Regions from separate parts of the Sus scrofa genome. Here region 2 is linked to region 1. The links are chromatin contacts, called in public Hi-C maps. All regions are on one chromosome and are shown on one strand. Each heading gives the region's core, a stretch centred on a gene start, on an enhancer-like site or on the middle of the called end of the contact. The rest is flanking DNA. Distances are from core to core; before and after follow the strand shown. Region 1 overlaps RECK (reversion-inducing cysteine-rich protein with Kazal motifs). Region 2 overlaps RNF38 (E3 ubiquitin-protein ligase RNF38).

Evidence for each region. A called contact is a pair of places that touch in the nucleus more often than the background predicts.
Region 2: a contact with region 1 is called in a Hi-C map of fibroblasts, with 1.7 times the contacts expected there. The contact joins two enhancer-like sites. A contact is called at or near these places in 5 of 47 Hi-C or Micro-C datasets (embryonic fibroblasts, fetal heart ventricle, fibroblasts and 2 more).

The regions. Positions count from the first base shown.
Region 1 is chr1:236,873,250-236,878,854 of Sscrofa11.1, forward strand. It overlaps RECK (reversion-inducing cysteine-rich protein with Kazal motifs), which reads left to right. Exons shown (of 21, transcript XM_021065979.1): 11 at 104-316; 12 at 1,757-1,893; 13 at 4,989-5,129. Among named protein-coding and RNA genes, the nearest start is that of GLIPR2, 44 kb to the right of the region's middle. Within about 2 kb of position 2,437, at least 9 of the 83 cell types and tissues checked have an H3K27ac peak or open chromatin away from gene starts, as enhancers often do. A contact at or near this core is called in embryonic fibroblasts, where this site is marked.
Region 2 is chr1:237,224,352-237,229,956 of Sscrofa11.1, forward strand. All of the region lies in intron 1 of RNF38 (E3 ubiquitin-protein ligase RNF38), which reads right to left. Among named protein-coding and RNA genes, the nearest start is that of RNF38, 13 kb to the right of the region's middle. Within about 2 kb of position 2,885, at least 49 of the 83 cell types and tissues checked have an H3K27ac peak or open chromatin away from gene starts, as enhancers often do. A contact at or near this core is called in embryonic fibroblasts, where this site is marked.

The DNA.
Region 1 (5,605 bases), core at 1,187-3,686:
ACTTCTTTGAAAAAAATAATTTTGCTGATTCATTAGCATGTCAGGGTTTTCTCCTCTCTAGGAAATAATTCTCTTGATTCCTTCTGGCCTTTTTTTCCTTCAGGCCAACAGAACTTTTCAGGAGTTGCAATGCTCAGTCAGATCAAGGAGCCATGAATGACATGAAGCTGTGGGAGAAGGGAAGCATAAAGATGCCATTTATCAGCATACCTGTTCTTGACATTAAAAAGTGCCAGCCAGAAATGTGGAAAGCAATAGCTTGTTCACTGCAGATCAAACCTTGTCATAGTAAATCCCGGGGAAGTATTATTTGCAAGTAAGTTCCTTTCGTAATAATGACTCTCTAGTTTTGGTTCAGACCCTCCATGGTCCCCACCCACAGCCTGTCTTTAGAGTTTTCTCTCCCACCACTTCCTTTTGCCCATCACCTCTATATGTCAAATGCTTTCCTGCTTTTTCCCCCTCTGCTTAAAATGTTCTCCCCCCCCCAATCTCTACTTGCCCATTGCCCATCCTTCTTAGCCCCTCTCAAATACCAGTCATTCCTATGGAATCATCCTGGATTTCTCCAGCTGATAGTGGTTTATTCTTACCACAAATTCCTCTAGACCTTTATTTTCTTATGGAGCTTAGTTCAAGTACAACTGAGTATCTTCAGTGCACAGTTCTATTTGCATATTTCAATTTGTGTACTTGTCTTATATTCTGTTAGACTTTGCTCTCCTTGAGGAGTTTATTCTCTGTGCCTCTTTTATCACCTCTTTCCTTTTTTTCTCCTCTTCAGGGATTAACGTAATCCTAACCTGTAAGAGGTATTCCAGAAATGTCTGATGAGTACCAGAGTTAGTAAATATAGTCATTGAATCCTATTCCTAGTAAACATTTTGTGACTGGTTTGCTTAAGATCTATGTTAAAGTAGAGATGAAAGCTGCTATGGTGGGCAAATCCAAAAGCATGAACTACATAGTAAAATATGTCAGCTGCTCTTCAAGCATCTTTTTTTCCAAAAACCTTTTCCAAAACAAAATTAACATTCAGTTGCTTAGTTGTGGGTATGTGGTTCATTCAGTGCTGCTGGACACTTAATGACTGGTTGCAGATTATTTCAACCTTGAACAGAGTCCAGCCTCTGACCTGACTTGGGGATGGCCTGAGTCGGGGAGAGATGATTGGGTGATAAGCACAAAGAAGCAAGTGGGAAATTAGTAGAAACTCTTAGCACAGAAATTTATAGGGGTCAAATCCCTGTTGAAGACAGAAAATTTTTAAGTCGTGGATTTTCCAGTTATAGGCCGGACATCTTAATGTTGATAACTAAACAGATATTTTAAAAGAGAAAGAAAGGAAAGGAGTGAGGGAAGAAGAAAGAAAGAAGCAAGCATGCATAAAGTCCTGAGAGAAAGGATATATGATTTTTGCAAAGAGCAAATCAGACTAATTTCCTTTCAAAGACAGTGAAAAGCCACATTGATGATAACAACAGTAAGTATGAGTGTAAAATTTGAGCAAGGCCTTTGATTTCAGGTCAGAGAAAGTTAGGGATGCTTTGATAGTGTAATACATTACTTACTCCTCAACCTAAGGTGTGCTGTCACTCCTGTTCTGTTTTGGCATACTCACACCTAACAAAGTGTGAAACATTGCTGAGCTATGAAGACCCACCTCCTGGAAAATTTCAGAAACAGAACTGATATTAACTGGACAACATGAGGAGATTCTTCGAACCCTCAATTTGTGTGTATTTTCCTTTTCAAGATCAGACTGTGTAGAGATTCTCAAGAAATGTGGGGACCAGAACAAATTCCCTGAAGACCACACAGCTGAAAGTATTTGTGAGCTCCTGTCACCTACAGATGACCTGGAGAATTGCATACCTTTGGATACCTACCTCAGTAAGTGCTTTTTTTTTTTTTAATTTCAAACGCTTCTTTCTCTCTCTGCCATCCTTGCTTTGGATGAACATCTGTCTGTTGAGAACATGTGGTTTAATGATAGTATCTCAATTGCAGGCTCTTATCTTATTTTCTTGGACTTTTTGGCCCAGGAAGGAATTGTCATCTTAAAATATGTACACAGAAGCAGTTATCACATCAGTCTGAGAAAGGTAGTGAACCATTGTCAGTCAGGAATTCCAAGTGGTCAGTCAGAAGCCCAGCGTACTCACATAACCAGCTCTACATCATTGCTGTCTCCTTGCCGTGATTTGACTAAGTGGAATCTCCCCTAGGGAGTCTTCAGCTTTTTGTCATCAGAATATCAGTGGACCTTAGCCAGGCGTTGGCTTGACTCGCCTACCACATAGGGAGTGAGGAATGACGGCCTAGGTTAGTACATGAAAATAGAACTTTTCTCTGTGCCAAATACTCCTGCCAAGAGCTAGAGGAAAAAGTTGCTATCTCCTTGAGGGATTCTGGAGCTAAGCTTCCTGGCCAGAGGTGACTACATATGGTAGAAACCAGGGAGTAACAAGTAAGACTCACACAGCGTAAGTTAGGGTAGGAGAAGTGTTTTGGTTGCCACCAGGGGGCGCTAGTGCTGTGAGCTGGCTGGAAAGCCAGTGAATTCAGCTCCTGCTTGCTTTGTTTGCCTGTGTTAGATAGGATTAAATTCAACTGCAAATAATAGAGCACATAGAAGCAAAAGCAAGCCCAGAAGTAAATAGTCCAGAGGGATGTTATAACGATTCCATCATCAGGAATCCAGGCTTCTTTTTCTTTCTCCACCATCCTTAGCGCTTGGCTTCCATCAACAAGGTTACCACATGTACTTTATCATCACAACATGACTGCTGTAATTCTAGCCACCCTGTCTTATTGTAAGGGAAAACCACCCCTAGTTATAAGGGAAACTGGGATTTTTTTACCTTTGGACCCATTGCCAACCTGGGTAAAATTAGAGTTATGAGAGTAAGTAAGAAGAAAAGAGTGGATGCTAGATTTGCAGTTAGTAATATCTGCTATATTTCTCAAGACCAATGAACTATGTCCCTTAGCCTTTGTGACCAGTATAGCAAAAAAGAGAGCATTAGACTAGAAGCATAGGCTTCTGTGACTTTAAGAAGATCACTTCAAGTCTCAGCTTCCCTGTTTGTAAAATGATTGAGATGGATGAGATAAACTCCAAGAGCCTCTCTTAGCCTTAGAGTCTGAGTCTGGCCTAAAATCAAATAAGCGAAATGAATGTATTCACAATCTGGGACTCTACTAGAGCAGGCAGACACATGTGTAGAAGGAAACTATTTCAGTGGGAGGAAACTTAAAGAAATACTTTTGTTTAAATTTCAATACTCAAGAGTTTTCTTGTAGCCTAGTGGTTAAGCCACACAGTTGTCCCTGCTGTGGCTCAGGTCACACCTATGGCACAGATTTGGTCACTGGCCTGGGGACTACACATATCTCAGGTGTAGCCAAAAAATAAATAAATTTCAATATTCTGTTCAGAAGTTCCCTTACGATGCAGCAGGTTAAGAATCTGGCATTGCCAGAGCTGTGGGGCAGGCCATAACTGTGACATGGGTTCAATACCTGGCCTGGGAATTTCCACGTGCTGCAGGTACGGCGCCTCCAAAAAAACTCTCTTTCAGTATCGTATGACCACATATGTGGCCCTCCATAACCACAGGTTCTGTATTTGCGAATCAAAAATATTTAGGAAAAAATTACAGAAAGTTGCAAAAAGCAAAACTTGAATTTTGCTGTACATCTGGCAACTATTTACATAGCATTTACATTGTATTTACAACTATTTACATAGTATTTACATTGTATTACATATTACAAATAATCTAGAGGTGACAAAGTATATAGGAAAAGGTTCTTAGGTTATATGCAAATACTGTGCATTTTATATAAAGGATTTGCGCATCCTCAGATTTTGGTTTCTATGGGGTTCTGGAACAAATCCCCCATAGATATTGAAGGATAGCTGTATCTCAAGTGAGATTCTTCCTTGGTCTTTTTATGGCTGCACATGCAGCATATGGAAGTTCCTAGACTAGAGGTCCAATCACAGTTGCAGCTTCAGGCCTGTTCCGCAGCCACAGCAACACTGGATCTGGGCTGCATCTGGGCCTATGTTGCTGCAGCTTGCAACAACGCAAGATTTTTAACCCCCCTTAGTGAGGCCAGAGATCAAACCCGCTTCCTTACAGACACTATGTTGGGTTCTTAACCTGCTGAGTCATAATGGGAACTCCTTTGGTCATTATTTAACAAGTTAATAAATATAATCATTGTATAGGTTCCAACTTACCATAGTAAATTATTATTACTTATGGTAAAATATGCTACATTATCCCTCTTATACATAGGCACCTGTTTGACCACCTTATTTCACCTTTACTGGAGTTCCCGTCGTGGTTCAGTGGTTAACGAATCTGACTAGGAACCATGAAGTTGTGGGTTCTATCCCTGGCCTTGCTCAGTTGGTTAAGGATCCGGCGTTGCTATGGCTCTGGTGTAGGCCGGCGGCTACAGCTCCTATTAGACCCCTAGCCTGGGACCCTCTATGTGCCAGGGGAGCAGCCCTAGAAAAGGCAAAAAGACCAAAAAAAAAAAAAAAAAAAAAAAAAAAAAAAAAAAAAATATATATATATATATATATATATATATACCTTTACTTTCCTTCCCCTTACTCTACTTGTTATTTAATCATTATCTGTCTTTTAATTTAATCACACACCAGGTCTGTTCATTGTCTACTTCCTGACCAGAATGTAAACTCTGTATCAGAGATTTGTCTATTTTGTTCACTACTCTATCTCCAGTACCAAGAACCTTGCCAGGCATATTGTAGGCACCCAATAAGTAAATAAATGAATAAATGTATGTGTATGCTAAATGTACTAATGATTAGGGAATCTGAGTATTTTAAAAGCTTCCTAGAATCAGTCCTCACCATTTTTTATAGATGTCATTAATTCAGACAATGTACAGAACTTTGTTACTCTTTTGGGTGGGTTAAACTGATCTGTTTTTGGTTTTTGCAGGGCCAAGCACTTTAGGTAACATTGTGGAAGAGGTGACTCATCCCTGTAACCCAAATCCTTGCCCCGCCCATGAACTCTGTGAGGTCAACCGGAAGGGGTGTCCAGCTGGAGATCCCTGTCTTCCCTACTCTTGTGTGCAAGGTAAGAGGTAGATAAGTGGGGCGTGGGGTGGGCATGGGTATGTACCACTGCTCGCTCTTTATAAGAGTTATTTTTGGAATGAGATTATTTTCTAAATTATGTTTTTCTGTAATGGTCAAGGTTTTACCAATAAACAGGTGTTATTTACATAAGCAAAAAAAGACAAAGACAAATGTAATTTTTAATAGTCATTTCGATTGTGAACTAATCTCATGAGAGCCAAAACCAGACTCTCATAATGAGTCATAGCGTTCTTTTTTTGTTTGTTTTTGGTTTTTTGTCTTTTTTTTTTTTTTTTTTTTTTTTTGTCTTTTTGCCATTTTGGGGGCGGCTCCCGCTGCATAAGGAGGTTCCCAGGCTAGGGGTCGAATCGGAGCTGTAACCGCCAGCCTACACCAGAGCCACAGCAACGCGGGATCCGAACCACGTCTGCAAACTACACCACAGCTCACGGCAACGCCGGATCCTTCACCCAC
Region 2 (5,605 bases), core at 1,635-4,134, 350 kb after region 1:
CTTGAGGCAGCCTTATTAGACTACAGTCCGGTATATGACATTCTTCTGGATGTTATAGTCTATCCAATGAAATAAGAAAGAAAAACAGAGGAAGGTATTGAAAAGGAGTCTAAATTAGCAACACTTGCCAATAAAAAGCTGTCCAACTGGAATGCCCCCCCCAAAAAAACTATGAAAAAGTATTAAAATGACCGAAAGACCTGAGGAAATAGGCAGATTTTAAATAAATACACAAAAATCAACAGCTTTTCCTAACATCAGAAAAGCTTAAAAAGTATGATGAAAAACACCTCACTGTCAAAAGCAAAAAGAATGTAAAATGCTATGGAATTGATGTTAGGTGAATTAAAACTACAAAATGCCACTAAGGCACATACTATAGCACAAAAACAACATAAGTGGAAAGAAATCATGTTAATAGATGAAAAAACTCTATATTGTGAAGAAATCGATTATTTCAAACTTAATAAATTTAATGCTTTTCCAATTTGTATATCAATGTGTTTTTGTAGTGATACAAAACGAAGTGTAGAAACAGATCTAAGTATTAATGGAAATTCAATATATGATTTAAAATGTCATGTTTGGCGTTCTCTTATGGTACAGCGGATTAAGGATTCGGCATTATCACTGCAGCAGCTTGTGCTGCATGGTACAGCCAAAAAAAAAAATGGTACACTTGAATGGTACAGCCAAAAAAAAAAGTCACGTTAAAAAAATAAGGAACTGGTTACACTGCGGTTATGTCCATTATTAAATACAATGGAATACTGCACAATTATCAGAATGAGGTAGACTCAGGAGTTCTCTGATGGCCTAGCAGGTTGAGGCTCCTTAGTTCTCACCACTGTGGCTCTGGTTGCTGCTGTGTGGCGTAGGTTCAATCCCTGGCCCAGGAATTCCCACATACTGCCTGTGTGGCGAAAAAGAAAAAAAATATAAAAAAAAAAAAAGAGAGAGAGAGAGAATCTGAAATAAATGTTGAAGCTTTCATTTTTTTTAAAAAAAAAAAGAAGAAGGTAGACTCATTGCTGTAGGAAGATGGTCACAATACAGTATGATGTAAAAAAAAAACAACCCACAACCCCACTCCTGGGCATATATCTGGACAAAACTATAATTTGAAGACACATGCACCCTTATTTTCACGGCAGCAGTACTGACAATAGCCAAGACATGGAAACCAACCTAAAGGTCCAAGGACAGATGAAAGGATTAAGATGTGGTACCTATATACAATGGTATATATACAGCCATAAAAAAGAATAAAATAATGCCATTTGCAGCAACATGGATGCAACCAGAGATTCTCACACCAAATGAAGTGAGGAAAAAAAAAAAAGACAAATACCATATGATAGCACTTATACTGGAATCTAAAATATGGCACAAATAAACCTATCTACAAAACAGAAGCAGGATTTCCCATCATGGCGCAGCGGAAATGAATTGACTAGGAACCATGAGGCTGCGGGTTTGCTCCCTGGGCCTTGCTCAGTAGGTTAAAGATCTGGCGTTGTCGTGAGCAGTGGTGTAGGTCACAGATGCAGCTCTGGTCCCAAGCCATAACAGTGAAGCAGTGACAACACTGAATCCTTAACCTGATGCGCCAAAGAGGAACTCCGCACACAGAACTGTTTTATGCGGTGCTATTTGCTTAGCATGAACAGTATTAATTACTCTATTACTTTCTTTCCACTTTTTCTCCCCCACCATTTACAGTTTGGTTATAAAATAATGTTTAAGAAATCAAGAGGAACCTCCGAATCTCCTCATGGTTATTTACACTATACCTCAGTGCATCAGGTACCCGCCCTCCAAACAGCTACATTAGCATCCCCTAGGATTTTGTTTAAAAGGCCCTGCCCTAGTGAAGTAAATCGAAAACTCAGGAGGTGGAACCCAGTAATCTTCCTTTTAACCAGCCCTTCACAAGACTATTATGCAAGCTAAAGTTTCAGTGCCACTACTCTGTCACCTGTGACCCTGCTAGAAATCTGCTTTTTAACTAGATCCCAGGGTGATGCATAAGTAAGTTAAAGTGAGATGCTCATCTACCTTGAGCCATAAATCTCACCCCAATCCATATTATCCATATTACCCACACAGAGAGTATCGAAGTGTTTCTGGGGATGGGAAGGGGAGATGCCAGCAGAAAGAGCAGTGGTTTTTTTAGCCTCTTTGAATTTAAATCTATCACTCCGGTGGGAAAAACATCAGCACTGCATGGCCCAGTTAGGCAGGGCATGTTAGGAGTGTCATCTTTTGTGTGTGACAGATAGCACACAACCACCATTAAACCACCCTAGAAATGTATTGCTCTACGTGTCAATATCATAAGTCCTCATTTTTCTTTTAAAATAAGCGAATTTCAATTTTAATCCCAGGCATAATAAAATTACATAAGACTAACTAACCTTCATTTCCATCACTAATATTATAATGGGAATCCATCATTTTAAGATAAAACTGTAGGGATATATGTTTTTTGCTCCACCAGGATACTTTTATCAACTGGTACAAGTATTATCTACCCTCGACTTCCATGCTGCAGCCTCTGCCTCTATACAGCTTGTGGGGAGGGGAAAATGTCCCCAGATTCTCCCTTAACTTCTGGCTGCCTTCCTCAAAGGCTTAGAAATTTTCTTTCAAAATCTGCTAGAGCCCCTTTGCTCTAGACTCAGACTCTTCCTTTGCTCCTCTCTCGTTTTCCTCCAGAGTCTCATCAGTCTGTCCTGAGTTACAGACAAACATGTTGACTTTCTCAGGAAATCTGCCAGGGTAACTACACATACATGCATGCTTGAGAATAATACCATCTCACTGCTTATTGCAGTCTGACGGGCTAACAACAATCTGCTTTTTTGAAGGCACTTCCAGTTTCACTTCTAGTTCCTACCAGGCTTATGCCCCGCCTCGCTGCAGTACAGCCCCTCCCTCTCCAAGCTTTCCTGACCCAGGAAGTAGCAAAGTCAATTCTGTGGGGCTCAAGCCCATTTTGACTTGCCTCCTCCTTCTTAAAGCAACCACAGAATCAAAATTTCTAAAGTCCTCTTTCAATGTGATAACTTTTCTTCCACAGAAAGAAAGTTTTAATCAAGACTTAAATTTGGGCCTTGGGTTTTTAATTATACAGCATCAGGAAAAATAATATAACCATTCTATCAATTTTATTTTGAAAGGAAATGTTTACATCTCAAAAGTGCCATAAAAAGATTCTGGTTATAGTAAAACTAGTTTGATTTCCATCCCCATCCCACAGAACTGTTGTTAAAAATCACATGTCAATTAAGACAGTTCATTTTTTAAAAGACTTTGTTCTACCAAAAACTAGACTCACAATATACAGAATTATCTGACTTCAGTTTTGATCTCAACAGGGAAATTAATAACTTCATGAACTGCACACAGATTCACTTTAAGAAGGCAAATCTGACTTGTTGCCCTTGTTGGATTTGGGGTTTATTTGATGGGGTTTTTTGTTTGTTTGTTTGTTTTAAAGCACACAATGATAGCTTTTATTTAAAGTTAAAGCTCAAAAATACCATGGAATAGTAATTCCTGTTTTCAACAATATATGCAGTTTTTAATAGAAACACTGAATAATTAAATCGTAAGAGTTCATGACCCATATTCTTCATATATAGCAAAGACAGTCAACATTAATGTATTCCATTAGAGCTCCAAACATACGGCAATTCTAGATAAGTTCTGACCCTAAGGTTCTTAAAGAAACGCAAACCAGTAAATGGATGGAAATTCCTCAATTATCTAAATTTAATCAGATTTTATCCTGCCTACATGGAAAGACTATCTTCCTCTTATGAATTAATTCTCATGCTGCTTAGTAATTTGAAAGGCACAGAATTTATTTTTCCTTAACAAAGTAGAAGAAAAAGACTAAGATGACAGTGCTTAACTCAAAAACAGGTCATGGTCCAAAAGTCTGTGACTACTGCACCTGGTTTTGATCTTAGAATTCAATTTTTGCCATAGAACATTCTTCTAAATGGATGGCCCATCAATGCCTATTAAGCCTACAACACAGATAAATAATATTAGCAACAGTACAGCTGCTTGAGGAAATTTATTCAATCTCAGATTCCAACTTCAGGCCACCTAAAGATACAGAATCTGGAGTTCCTGTGTGGCTCAGTGGAAACCAATCCAACTAGGAACCATGAGGTTGTGGGTTCAATCCATGGCCTTGCTCAGAGGGTTAAGGATCCGGCATTGCCGTTAGCTGTGATATAGGTTGCAGATGCGGCTTGTATACGTTGTTGCTGTGGCAGTGGTGTAGGCCAGCAGCTGAAGCTCTGATAAGACCCATAGCCTGGGATTCTCCATGTGGCACAGGTGCTGCCCTAAAAAGACAAAAAAAAACAAAAAAACAAAAAAAAAACAAAAAAAAAAAACCACAGAATCTTTAACAAGCATTGCAACTAAGTTTGAGGTAGTTTACTTGAGAATCACTATGCTACATTATATTCCTCAAATAATCTACTGTGTCAGACAGCATCAACATGGCACCAGGCTTTCTAACTGATGCCTGAAATGTATATATTCTATACCACTGAATAAAGGGATATGTTTATTCTTTAGCTTGTGACAAATCAGAGTTTATTATGGAAATTAAGATGGGTAAGAAGTCTAACACCCATTCTTGTACTAATTTGGAGGAGGGAAGTACTCATATCCATAAAAAGGTGGGATTCTGAGTACGGCCTTTTTTTTTTTTTTTTTTTTTTATGTATCCGCTTAAACAACCAAACAAACACTCAGTTAAGACTAATGTTAGAATATGGAAGATATCCAAGAAGCAATTTAAACGTGCCTGATGTGAAGTGAACCCACTCCAGTGCTGTGGTGTAGGTCGCAGAGTGGCTCAGATCTGATGTTGCTGTGGCAGGCAGCTGCAGCTCTGATTCGACCCCTAGCCTGGGAACTTCCATATGCTGCAGGTATGGCCCTAAAAAGACCAAAAAGGGTAGTGAGTGACTAAAAAGAAAATCAATTAAATAATCCTAACACACACACACACACACAAAAGAATGTATTTCTCAGGAGGAGCAAAGGTAAAACTAAAGACTGCAAATTCTCTTTGGCAGCTAAAACCAAGTGACCACCTTTGCTTATATTCAATCTTGTTACCAAAACTTACTTGCTACGTTTGCTTAGGCTTTGCATAAAGTGAGGTACGTAAAACATGATGACTAAAAATACAGACTCTGGAATAAGATGGCTTGGGTTCATATCCTAGATAACACTCTTCATAGCTGCATCATCTCTAGCAAAACACCTCTCTGTGCTCCAGTTTCTTCATCTGCACATAAGGATAAGAATAGCATCAACCTTAGAGAAAATTAAATGACTTAATCCAGGTAAAGCAGTTAAAACAGAGCCTTTCACATAACAAGCACACAAGTGACCACTACTATCCAGATATTAAAAAATAAGATTTGGAAGAAGTGAAGCAGGATAGGCATTCCAAGCTGAAGTAACAATAAAAGGGACAGATGTTAAAAAAAATGAGACACACATATGGACAACAGGGCATACCTCCCTGGAGAATATTCATGAAGAATACCAGAGATTGGAATAATCA